2 separate regions of the Mus musculus genome follow, and region 2 is linked to region 1. The links are chromatin contacts, called in public HiChIP or PLAC-seq maps. All regions are on one chromosome and are shown on one strand. The core of a region is the stretch at or near the end of the contact, and the rest is flanking DNA. Distances in the headings are between cores, read along the strand shown. Region 1 holds the start of Rfc4 (replication factor C (activator 1) 4). Region 2 holds the start of C730014E05Rik (RIKEN cDNA C730014E05 gene).

The links. HiChIP or PLAC-seq counts read pairs in DNA pulled down with a chosen protein or histone mark.
Region 2: a contact with region 1 is called in an H3K4me3 HiChIP or PLAC-seq map of the SCID.adh cell line, with 23 read pairs. The contact joins the promoter of C730014E05Rik here to the promoter of Rfc4 in region 1. A contact is called at or near these places in 2 of 39 promoter capture datasets (3T3-L1-derived adipocytes and macrophages), 1 of 484 Hi-C or Micro-C datasets (CD4 T cells), 6 of 115 datasets of contacts at active chromatin or transcription factors (the SCID.adh cell line, embryonic stem cells and pancreatic cancer cells) and 2 of 9 other capture datasets (adipose tissue and pancreatic islet).

The regions. Positions count from the first base shown.
Region 1 is chr16:23,125,009-23,131,382 of GRCm38.p6, forward strand. Rfc4 (replication factor C (activator 1) 4) reads right to left here and starts at 2,722. Exons shown (of 11, transcript NM_145480.1): 1 at 2,677-2,722; 2 at 2,392-2,533. The coding sequence starts at 2,522.
Region 2 is chr16:23,172,051-23,178,424 of GRCm38.p6, forward strand. It overlaps C730014E05Rik (RIKEN cDNA C730014E05 gene), which reads left to right and starts at 3,230. Exons shown (of 3, transcript NR_155420.1): 1 at 3,230-3,353.

The sequences.
Region 1 (6,374 bases), core at 1,472-3,971:
TCTCAAAACAAAACAACAAAAAAGGGGGAACACTGCCTATAAAATCTCATAAAATCACCCCCCCCCCCCCCCAGTCAGGGTTTCTCTGTATAGCCCTGGCTGTCCTGGAACTCACTTTGTAGACCAGGCTGGCCTCGAACTCAGAAATCCACCTGCCTCTGCCTCCCGAGTGCTAGGATTAAAGGTGTGCACCACCACTGCCCGGCTAAAATCTCTTGAAAAGCTCATGAAGTGGAGTTAAAAATGACTATTTAATAACCTAACAAATGGCAACTACTTTGGTTTAAAATAAATAAATAAATAAATAAATAGCACACTTTCTCAGTTAATACATTAAATGGTCAGTACCATTTCCCCCCTCTTCAAGACAGAATTTCTGTGTAGCCCTTGTGGTTCTGGAACTTGCTCTGTAGACGAGGCTGGCCTTAAATTCAGAAATTTGCTGAGAGCTGGGATTAAAGATATGCGCCACCAGGACCAGCTAATAATTTTGATTTTAAGTCACTTATTAATTTTTATTTTTTGAGACAAATATCTGTGTACCCCTGGCTAGCTTGGAACCCCCTATCTGGACCACACATATCTGCTTGCCTCTCCCTCTCTAGTGCTGTGACTAAAGCTGTGAGCCACCTGCCATTATTTAGTAATTTTAAGAGAAACTATGACAAAGTTGTCTTTCCAAACTTTATGACTGAGATTTCTACCTAGTAAATTAACAAAACATCCTTTTATTTTGAGGCTACAGACATGGCTTAGTGGATAAGAGCACCCGCTGCTCTTCTAGAGGACCTGGGCTCAATTCCCAGAGCCCACATGGTAGCTCACAACTATTTATAACTCTAGTTCTATGGTATTTGGCGCCTTTTTCTAGCCTCTATGGGCATTCGGTACACACATGGAACACAGGCAATATATGTGTAGGCCAAACACTCAAACACATTAACTAGAAACAATTTAAAATTTTTTATTTGTTTTGTGTGTGTGTGTGTGTGCCTGTGGGCAACACATACAGATGATGTAAAGGGAACAAATATCAGAGGTCACGTCTCTCCTTCTACTACCGTGTTCGGGGACCAAACTCATGTTGTCAGGTTTCTACATCAAGTGTTTTTACCCACTGAGCCCTTTTATTGGCCCCAAATTCTCTGATCCACACCAGCGTAATTAATCAGGTTGGTACTGGGCAAGAATCATTGCGTGTGCTATAAAGGTCTGCCAGGATGAGGCAGGTAACAGTGAAACCGTCCAAGGATGTATGACAGGCACGTGGTGATGAAGGCTTCTCCAAAGGAGAGGCAGCATAAAAGTGAGCAAATGTGAGAGCTTGGAGCCAGAGCCGTCTGACTGGAGAAGCTGAACCCTAGGTCCTCCCTTCCCCACCTCCTTGTTAAAAAAAAAATTATATATATATATATATATATATATATATATATACATATACATATATATATATACACACACATACATACACACACATGCATACATATACACACATAGATAGATAGATAGGTAGGTAGGTAGGTAGTTTTGGAGTGGTAAGATGGCTCAGCAGGCAAAGGCACTTACTGCCAAGTCTGATGATCCAAGTTTGACACACGGAATACACAGGGCAGCTAAGAACTTACTCCACCTGGGAGTCGAAGCATGCTTGTGATGGCATGCATCCTCCTTCCTCAACGATAAATTTTAAACATGTGAAAACTATAGATCTATGGGCCGGAGTATAGAACAGTGGTAGAGTGCTTGCCTAGATTAAGGTTAGCGAGATTCCCAACAGGTAAGTGCGAGCTTTCAAAGCCCGATGATCTGAATGGGACCACCACTTGCTTTGCTGCGGGGACGGCTATGGGATGAGTTGGGGGCAGGAAGAGGGGTGATATAGATGAAGTACTCATATTTGAACTTCTCAATAATATTGAAACAGCAAAATAACACACACGAGGACCTTGTTTGACTTGTAAATAACCTGAAGATCCTTAGTGATCAAAGAGGTTCCACGTAGCTGACGGTTCTAGTATCATCTAGCAAATGACAATGTAGTGGTACTTAACATCAACAACAAGATCCCAACAAATTTCACCATATACATACAAGGATAAAAGTCAGATTTCAGTGGAAGTGTTTATAGCCAGCTCACAGAAACATTGCTTTCTTCGTTTCTGTAGGGCTCTAAAACTGTACACTTTATAAACATCTTAGGTCATCTATATAACTAAAGAATTAAATTCAACTACTGTATCACTCCAAGGACTAAGACTTATTATTGGGTGATACCGCGTCCCCCTACCCCTCAAAGGTGTGATCTAAATATAGCAAAGTCCCCCTTACATTAAAAAAAAAACCCCACTAGCACTTATTAGTTATTTCAACAAAAGTACAAGCAGTTCTTACTATTTTTCCACCCAAGGAACTGGTTTGACTTTCTTGGTTTCTCCACTGCTTCCTGCAGTGGCAGGTGTCCCCCGGTCCTTGGTCAGTTGTGCTTTGGCACTGACAGATGTGCCTTTCAGAAATGCCTGCATGGCTTCTTCTCCTGGGTATAAGACAAAAAGAAACCATTATGGGGCAGCTCCCCTTGAAAGGACCCCTAACTTTGTGCCTAGAGGGAAGGCGGAGGTCACATCCCGGTCCCCGCCAGCCTGTAAAAGGCTGAGAACACTCAGACCCATCACTTACAGTCGTCACCGTCCCCCTGGCACCGCGGTTCCCGCCACAGAACGGCGGCGAAAGGCATGGCGGGAGCGCGCCACGCAATAACGTCACTTCCGGCGCGCGGGTGCCAGTGACGCGCTCCCTTTTTGGCTAGCGGTGGCTAAGCTCGGCTTCTGGGTGCATCTGGGGCGTTCCGCGGAGGTGATCCTGTGTAGACTCCGCGGCCAGACCTCGGCCCAGCAGACACTGCAGAGCGCGGTCGGGGAGGAGCCGACCTAAGGAGAAAGCTTTGCTCGAAGGACCGGGCCTAGGGCGGGCCCACGCTGGGAGAGGCTTTCATTAAGCCAGTGGCTTCTTGGGTTTGCTGCCATCGTCCGTCAGCCCGGAGGTCAGGGCCAAGACGTGCTCACTTGACCCTTCGCCGGAAGGGGACACTGTGCGAACTACTGCCCTGCCCCCGATATTCAAGGACACAGAGCAAACTGCTTTTTAGAAGTGAAGCTAGAGAGAAGGCTCAGCGGTTTAAGAGCATTCACTGCTTTTGTGGAGGACTTCGGTTTGATACTTGGGGTTTTGATAGCCATCTGGTGGCTCACAACTGGAACTCCAGTTCAGGGGTCCAACGTTCCCTTCAGGGCTGCAGACCCTGAATACGTGTGCTGCACGTACTTGCACGCAAGCGGAATACTTAAACACACACAGCCCGGGACAGATGTCTTACAGTCAGTAAAATCAGCTTATTGTAGGGAGGGAGGACCATCTTCTATGGGCATTTTGTAATTCCCGAGACCCACTCAAAAACCTCGTGATCGGGCAGGAGATAAACTCATCAGTTAAAAGGACTTGCTGCTTTCCCAGAGGACTGGAGTTTGCGTTCCAGCATCTTGGGGGGGGGGGGGGGTGGACCAAGCGAAAAAGAAAGAATTTGAAAGCTTTGTAGTATATACCAACTGTCAGCAGACAGCTTGTCCTGTGAAGGATTTACTAGTCCAAATGAATCTTTCAGTTCTTAGCCAGCCTCTGCCCTTAGATGTCCTCATGTTAGCATAATAAGTTCCTAGTGTAGCTTTGGTAGCAGAGGTGGTTGTCACACGAGTCCAACAGCGACGACTGCTCCAGTAACTGCATTGCTGGGAGCTGAACTTGCCAGCCACAGGAGTGAAAGATAGTCACCCTTCCTGGATAGAACCCCTGAGCCCTCAGGGGGTTCAACTAACCTTTGCCCTACAGTGGATGAAATGTCATTGTTTCCACCAGAAGTAGAATTTGTCTAATTGTGCTCATTTTCTAGAACCAAAATTCTAAAAGGCTGCATTTCATCAGAAGCCTGTGCAGGGTTTGGCAGAAGTACACTTTCAGTCCCAAAACAGACCTACAAGGTCAGAATCTCTGGTGTCTGGGACTATGTATTTATAAGGTCTGTGGTTAGTGGACATAATGTTTCTGCTTCCTCCAAACCTCAGATGGAAAACCTCAATGTAATCAATCCCCGGTGTTGTCCTCAGTAATTCCAGGGTTAATGCTATAACAAGAGACTTTGTTCTTTTCGGTTTTCGTTCCCCCTTGAGATGGTTCTGCAAGAGATCCTACCAGATGGTGCTTAAGCTTAAACTTGCCAGATTTAAGAACTGGGATTCCAGTAGAGGGGCTGAAGAGATGGCTCAGCGGTTAAGAGCACTGACCTCTTTCCAGAGGTCTTGAGTTCAATTCCCAGAAACCACATGGTGGCTCACAACCATCTGTCATGGAATCTGAAGCCCTCTTCTGGTGTGTCTAAAGACAGCTGCAGTTTGAAGATGAGCTACGGTGTACCCGTATACATAAAAAAAAGTCTTCAGAACAAAACAAAACTAAGCATAGCTGGGCGTGGGGGTGGCATGTGCCTTAAATCCAGCATTTGGGAGGCTGAGGTAGAGGCAGTTGATCTGAGGACAGCCTGGTCTACAGAGCGAGTTCCAGAACCAGAAAACAAGCCTTAAGTAAGTATACATTCATTACAAATTACCCAGCACAAGACAGAGTGCATTGCTTTTCACTACACTATTTGTTATTCTAACTGAATTTCCTCCATAAAATAGCCCACTTATTGTGACTGGGGATGAGAACGTAAACTATGCAGGAATAGCCCAACTGAAAAATCTCCATGCTGTTTACCACTGTAAAGGTGATGGGTCCTGGCCTGGGAGAATGAAGTCTAAAATGAGGTGGGCTAGTCTCATGCAATAACTTTATTCAGAGCACCAGATAGTTTATAACCCTGAGAGTTAAGAATAAGCACAGGAGAAAAGTGTACAATCATAAGGATAAGCCACACCTGGCAAAAACATGTTTTTTTCCATAGAGGCAGAAAACAGCAGTAGCCAGTTGTAATGAATGATTTGAAATGAATGCACTCCCAGTGCGCCTGGGAGGGGCATGGAAACCCATTCCAAGAACAGTTCCGTGTTTTGAAGAAACTGAGGATCACAAACTCGTCTTTTCTTGGGGTATTGCCACAAGCACACAGAATTCTCACAACTTCATTCTTAGTGTTCTGACACCTTTTACTAGGAAAAACCCACTGCTTATGAACAAATACAAAAACCACGTGTAAGAGGCCCACAGGAGGCTGGCATCATCTCTAAGCCAGTGGTTCTCAACCTACCTAATGCTGAAGCATCATTTTGTTGCTATTTCATAACAGTAATTTGTTACTGTTATGAATTGTACATATCTGTTCTGCAGGATATATGACCCCTGCGAAAAGGTCGTTTGGCCCTTTTACAGATCGATTGATCTAGCTATCTAGATAGTCTGTCTGCCTATTTATCTATCTATGCAGGGATCAGTTTCATACTTGGCAGCTTCAGCCTGTTGGGTAATGTCACCAGGAGCAAACAGGACAATAAGAATCTGAGATGAGATCACATGTGAATGTCAGAAGGCAAGGCTGGCCCCTGTGATGAGATGAGACACACAGGACAGAATGTGGACTTAAGGGCATCTGGGAACAGAGAGATGGTGATTTCCAAAGTGTTGGCACCAAGAATGTCAGGAATAGCAGCAACCTAAATCTGCCTAGCACTTTTGAACCTCTAACACAGGAGCATCACTCACTTCATTTTTACACCACCACCCCCTGCCCCGGCCCAGACTACTTTTCAGCTGTGGGGATTATTGGCATAATTGCTCTATACTGGGCATTCCTATATAAGGACTTCAGGCCCATAGCTAAGAAGGGCAGTAGAAAGGGTCAGTGAAGTGGCTCATTGATTAAAGGGGAGTTCAATCCCTAGTACCCATGTAAAGCTGGAAGGAGAAAACTGAGTCAACAAAGTTGTCCTCTGATGCCCATGTGTGCACCAAGGGACATGTGCCCCCATCAAGCAGGTGGGTGTGCTCCAGTGCGCGTGGGGTGGGGGGTACACTCAAGCATGCATTCTGTCTGTCTGTCCATCCGTCCGTCCATCCATCTAAATTAAAATTAACAGGGCTTCCAGAAAACAGCAGAGGAGAAGAAAGCATTATTATATTCAGATATACTCTGCTGGGATGTGGGCACGGGAGAACTGCTGTTTGGGATACAAGAAGTTATGCACCAAGTTAAGGAAGATGGTGGGCACTATAGTTTAGGACAGTATCTTCATTTGTGACGTGACCACCCGTGAGGAGAGAATAGTGAGCAGTTATGAGGAAAGGCCTTGAGTATGGGTAAGTGCGTAGGGGTCAACAACCTGGGTGGG
Region 2 (6,374 bases), core at 1,980-4,479, 48 kb after region 1:
CTTAAAAACATTTAAAATAATTTTAAACATGTATACAATGAAATGTATTATAGCTACCAGTCATTTCCCCCTCAACTGCCCTGTGCCCTCCCACAGTGTGTTCTTCCAAGTGTATATGATTAGTTTTTGTTTTGTTGTTGTTGTTGTTTTTTTGTTTTTTGTTTTTTGTTTGTTTTTTTTTTTTTTGATAAGACCAGTTAACACTACCTGTATATGTGTGGCATAGAGCCTTTCACTGAAGTGGAAATCCTGTCAGTGGCCACACCTCCAGAAAGGAGTGATCCTCCCTCTTCCAGCCCATGCTACCTCCTCAAAGGGTGGGGACTGGGGATCCCTTACTTGGTCTACAATGGAATTCTGAATAGCTTGATCCTGTATAGGTTCAATGCAGATAACCACAGCTGCTGTGAGCTCATGCTCAGAAGACAGCATCTCTCGGCAATTGTCCCCATCCTCCGAGTCTTACGCGTTTCCTGCTTCCTTCTGCTATGTCCCTGAGCCTTGGTGGTGATGGGTGGATACAGACATCCACTTAGAGCTGAGTACCCAGGCATGAATTCTCCCATCTCTCCATTGATGCCAACCCTGCGGAAAGAAGACCAACACCGAGAAACGTCCCAGGTTCATGGGTATAAATGCAAATATTTAGAAGACAATTTGACAGCAAGGTCACTTAGCAAAATATCAGTAGTAGGTTCTGCTCTAGTGTCTATGATTCTCCTGTCCATGGGGTTTTGACCAACATTTCAGTAGCAGATGTGAATTTCCCTCCTGTGAAGCAAGTTCCAAGTCCAATTAGAAACATGTCAGTGATTGCCATAACAGCCATGCCATTATTGCACTGGTGGGTACAGCTTGCCTGGCAGGTTGGTTATTGCAGCCTGCAGGTTCCAGTGAAGGGTAAGCTGCTCTTTCCCTGCATCTCCCAGCAGCGTGAAAGCTAGCCAGCAGGGAGGAAGAGGTCTAGTTGGTTTGAGATTGATTTCCCTATATCCTGCAGTCAAATTGTTTGGTATCTTCAGCAGTAGGGTCTTACCATGTAGTTATAGTGTGAAACCAAAGGCGAGGGCAACGGCAATAGAGAACACTGTTCTGCAGACCTCTGGGGCCTCCCTGACCAGTAACTCATGGGAATGTATCCCAGGCTTTTTATATGGTGATTTTCAATTAATAATCTATGCTGGTTAGATTTTGGTCACTGACAAAGCTGGGATTATCTGGGAAGACCAAACGTCATGTGAGAAAATGCCTTCGTTAGGTTGGCCTGTAGGCAAGTTGTGGGAGGAGCATTTTCTCCATGAGGGATTAATGTGGGAGGGGCCCAGTGCACTGTGGGTGATGCCACTCTTAGACAGGTTGTTCTGGGCTGTATGACAAAGGTAGCTGAGCAAGCCAGGCTGAGCCAGCCAGTGAGCAGTGCTCCTCCCAGTCTCTGCTTCAGTCCCTCTGGCTAGGTTCTTCCCTGCCCTGGCTTCTCTTCAGGAGGGACTATAAGATGTTACATGAAATCAAGTTTTTCCTCACCAAATTGTTTTCCACTCTGGTACTGATCATGACAATAGAGAGAAAACCAAGACAATGACTTAATGTCTTTGGTGACCTTTAGGTAGATTCTTTGGAATGTATGAGCAGACCCCTAGTTTCCACCAAAGGGCTAAGAATGCTTTAAGCCTCTAAGGTCTCTAGCAGTTTCCCCTGCTCTGCTATAATGTGTTTGTTCAATGTATCCGTGCATCTATGGAATGTATCCCTGCATCTATGGAATGTATCCATCAGTATGTTTGAAGCTGTTACTTTACAACTTTCTTTGTCCAGTTGCTATAGAGGACCATGAAAATGCCACATCCCTGGAAAATGGTGATGATGATGTAGAGTTGCAGAAGTACTCTCCAAGAAGTCCTTGTCTGTGTCCAGCTCTTGACGCGTTGCCCTCTGTTTTCCTCTAGTTGTTTCAGAGTTTCAGGTCTTACATTAAAGTCGCTGGTCACCTTTGAGCCCAGTTTTGCATATTCTGAGAGACTGGCCTATGGTGTCTGACTTTCCAGAGCTCCCAGTGCCACTTGTTGAGGACTTTGTACTTTTCAGGTTTACATTTGGCACCTTTAGCAAGAACCACATAGCAGTAGCTGGATTGTCCTTGTTTTCCCTTGATCTGGTTTTGCGTCTGTACCGTGCCATTTTGTCACTGAAGTTCTATAATTAGAAGTCAGGTGTTATTCCTTCAATGTGGCTTTTGTTCAGTATTTCTTTGGCTATTTTGGGTCTTGTTTTTTTCATATGAACGTCAGGATCAATACTCTCTATTTTTATAAAGAATGTCATTTGGATTTTGATGGGGATGGCATTGTTTGTAGATTGCATTGAATATTATGACCATTTTAACAGTATCACTTATGTTTACTAATGAACATGACAGAACTTTCTTTTTTTTTTTTTTTTAATTTTATTTATTTTATTATTATATGTAAGTACACTGTAGCTGTCTTCAGACACACCAAAAGAGGGAGTCAGATTTCGTTACTGATGGTTGTGAGCCACCATGTGGTTGCTGGGATTCGAACTCTGGACCTTCGGAAGAGCAGTCGGGTGCTCTTACCCACTGAGCCATCTCACCAGCCCATGACAGAACTTTCTATCTCCCAGTGTTTTCATTATTATTGTGTGTGTGGTGTACGCATGTGTGTGTGGTGCATGTATAAGTGTTCCTGTGTATGTGCACCATTTGGAGTTTTGAGACAGGGCCTCTCACTGACTCTGAAGTTCGTACATCTGCCTAAGCTGGCGAGTTAGCCTTAGTGAAAGCATAAGAGAACAGTTCCTTCTTGTAGAAAGGCTCAATCAATCAATCTTAAAAAGAGAGAAAGGCCATGTCCCTACTGTTATCATAAAAAGACTAAGATATGATTTCCATTTATGAGGAGCGGATGTTCTAGGCCCCCACTCCAAGTCAGTCAGGAAGTCTTTGTATCAGAGGTACCGCTTGAAGGAGGAGGCGCTTACTAAACTGAGATGAGCAAGAGATAGCACCCACTCACAGAAGACCGTGGAGGAGAAGTTAAAAGCAGAGATGGGCTGATAAGGCAAAATGAGAAGTTCAGGGCAGCTTGTGGAAAAAGTGTTACAGAAAAAGCCAAACAGAAAGGCAACTGAACTGGCAAGGTTCAACGCACCACATTTCAGTACATATCTAGATATCAGTTTTTTGAGATAGAAAGCGAATAAACACTTTCTAAGCAGGAGCATCATAGGAGCACATGGGCACTGAGCTAAGGACACCTGCTGATACAGCTGATGCTCATAGGTCAGAGTTGGTATTGTTTGTCATTGGACTGGCAATGAAGACAGAAGCAGAGGTGGGTGAGTTCAAGAGAAAAGACTACATTAGAATGGTAACACTGGCATGTGGGGTTATAGGGTCCATTTCTCTGTCTCATCAGTTAAACTGCTGTTATTGTCAAGAGAAAGAGGGGAAGGTCATTGCGTGCTAGGTGGCTGTGAGTGACCCAGCCTCCACTCCAGAGAAACAGACATGGGTTTGGCCTCATCACTAGCCCGTCAAGTGAATCTTGAGAAACTGACATGTCTGTCAGTACAGGCAGGAACACATTCTGTGCTGTCCTTGCCACTTGGACAATCAGAGATAAAGGAAGATCACTTCCTCCTAGGAAGTCCACGGAAGTTCTTTGTGTCTTGCCTCTGCATTGAGGGGTACTGCCTTCAATGCACTTGTTGGTACCTTTGATTTTCATGTTGTATTTTGAGGTATTTTAATTTAGGGCTGTCTATATGTTGAAGGATAACATTATGGATAGTAGAGAGTGAGGTATTCAGCATTTATGTAACTTTGGGTCTTATGAAAATATCTTCTAAGGTTGAGAGATGTCTGTTGGTGAAGAACTTTTGGGAGTTGATCACAACTGATAAGCCCTTTCTCCTAATTATGTTATTTCTTATCCTTATTTTATGCTTGAGTCAATTACTGATTCCAAGAAAGAGACAGGAAGTGTGTGTGGCAGCATCCCTTGGCCAGATAACCAGAGGCACCATTCCCCTTGTGCTCTGGTCACAGACGCTGACTTCCTCCTTCATTGGGTAAACATCCTTTCCTTATCCCTGTTTTCCTTAAAGTCAGCACTTCCCTAACGTTTTCCTGTTCTGGAGAAAAGCCTTCCAGCAATCAAGTCAAATCAAACCAGAGAGGTTAGTAAGGATGGGCCATGGTGAGGAAATTTGAATTAGCAAATTTCCGAGTGCTTCTGGTCCTCAGCCTGCTATCTTTCCCTGCCCATAGGGCTGTCAGTGGAGACAGGACATCAATGAACAAGACTCTCCATGAAAGTAGCCACCCATAACCATATGGAAAAGGCAGCATTCTCCTCAAATGAAAGCAAACCTTAGGTCTAGAAATGCATGTTTCTTATCCAAGAATGCCTCTAATTAGTGTACTGCATTCCCCCAAATTAAAGGCTAAAACTGCCACAAAGTAAATGCCTGTTTGTTGCATTCTTATCTTTGGCAGCTTTTCTCTTAAGGACTTGACACCCTTCTGAAGAGAAGAGCAGTCCTAAATTTGATATCTATTCTCGTTTATTTTGTTCTGCTACCATAGAATCCCTGAGACTGGTTAGTTCATAGAAACACAAATTTATTTTTAACTGTTCTGGTATCTGGAGAATCCAAGACCAATGTGCCAGTGTTTTGTCAGGGTTTGGCCTCTGACTGTGGCATGGTCCTTTGAATATTGCATTCTCTAGATGGGAGGGCTGTTGTGCCTCAGCAGGTCAGACAGCTGAAGAGCAACGGCCATACCTCCTCCATCGCGACTTCTTTCTGTAGTGTCATGAATCAGTTCATGGGTATGGAACCCACAAGAGCCAAGGACCCCCATTAGGCCCCATCTCCAGACACTGCTGCGTTAGGGAACAGATTCTCAGCTCCCTGCTTTGGAGAACCACGCAGATTGCAGCATTGGCTGAGTGGATTTTTTCTCTTTAATTTAAATTTAATTATAAATTTTTATGTTTTGTTCTGAATGTTTCTGTTAAATTGTTCATGTTGTTATTTGCTATAATTTGAAATTTAGCATAAAAATTGATGATGGACTCAATCTGCCTGAATCGATAAAAATGTTAGTAATTTCAGTAATTTCCCTCTACGTTCCTATTTTTTTCTTGATTTCACTCTTTTTTCCATTTCTTGCCTCTGGCTAGGTATGTATAACTACATATGTAACCCTGGCTGACCTCATTCTGAGTGCTAGGATTACAAGTGTGGACCACCATGCCCGTCCTTCATTCCTTCCCTTTTCCCCTCACCCTCCTTTTTTTCTCGGTATGTAGCCCAGGCTCTCTCTCTCTCTCTCTCTCTCTCTCTCTCTCTCTCTCTCTCTCTCTCTCTCTCCCTCCTCTCTTCCTTCCTTCTTCCTTCCTTCCTTCTTTCTCTTCCTTTCCTTTCCTTTCCTTTCCTTTCCTTTCCTTTCCTTTCCTTTCCTTTCCTTTCCTTTTCCTTTTCCTTTTCCTTTCCCTCTTTCTTCTTTCTTTCTTTCTTTCTTTCTTTCTTTCTTTCTTTCTTTCTTTCTTTCTTTCTTTCTTTCTTTCTTTCCCTCAGCCTCTTGAGAGCTAGGATTATAGGAGGGAGCCACCATGCCTAGCTAACCAATCCTTTCCTTAAACCTATATTATACCCAACACTTGGAAGACAGAGACAGGTCTGGTCTACAGAGTGAGTTCCAGGACTGCCAGGACTACACAGAGACACCCTGTCTTGAAAAAAAAAATAACAATAAAAACCCCTATGTTATATTAAAACCTAAAAAGTCTTATTTATCAGGGGAGTTTTGATGGACATCTGTTTGGGCATCTTATACTAGTACAGATAAAAGTGATTCTGCTAGTTTAAGCCTTGATTTTGTTTAGTGAGTTTTGAGATCTTCCAACTCATTCATTCCTATTGGTACTAAATGCACTCTGATCAAAGTGGTTACACATGCTGACGTAGACCTTGCTACATGCATAATGCACAAAGCCTGTCTGCATGTAGGCACATAAGCGCTGTCTTGCAAGAAACTTCTAGAAAATCAAGTATCTCCATGCTTGCCTTCCTCATGCCCTCTGTCTGTTCTCCAAGCTTCCCAGTTAGGAAATCCTGGACACTGTCCACTTCAAGCAGACTGAAGGAAAGGCTAGTGCAAATGCACCATTGAAGAGCTTGTAGAGATTTTAGGGGAATTATCCTCAACTCACTCAGTAATAAATCAGTCCACTAAAAGAATATTCTCTCCTTGTGGTCAAATCTTGGGTCTCCCAATGATCAAAGGATGCGATGTATTGGTAAAGCCTGGAGGTACAGACTGATAGGTAAGATTAGAAGGGCTT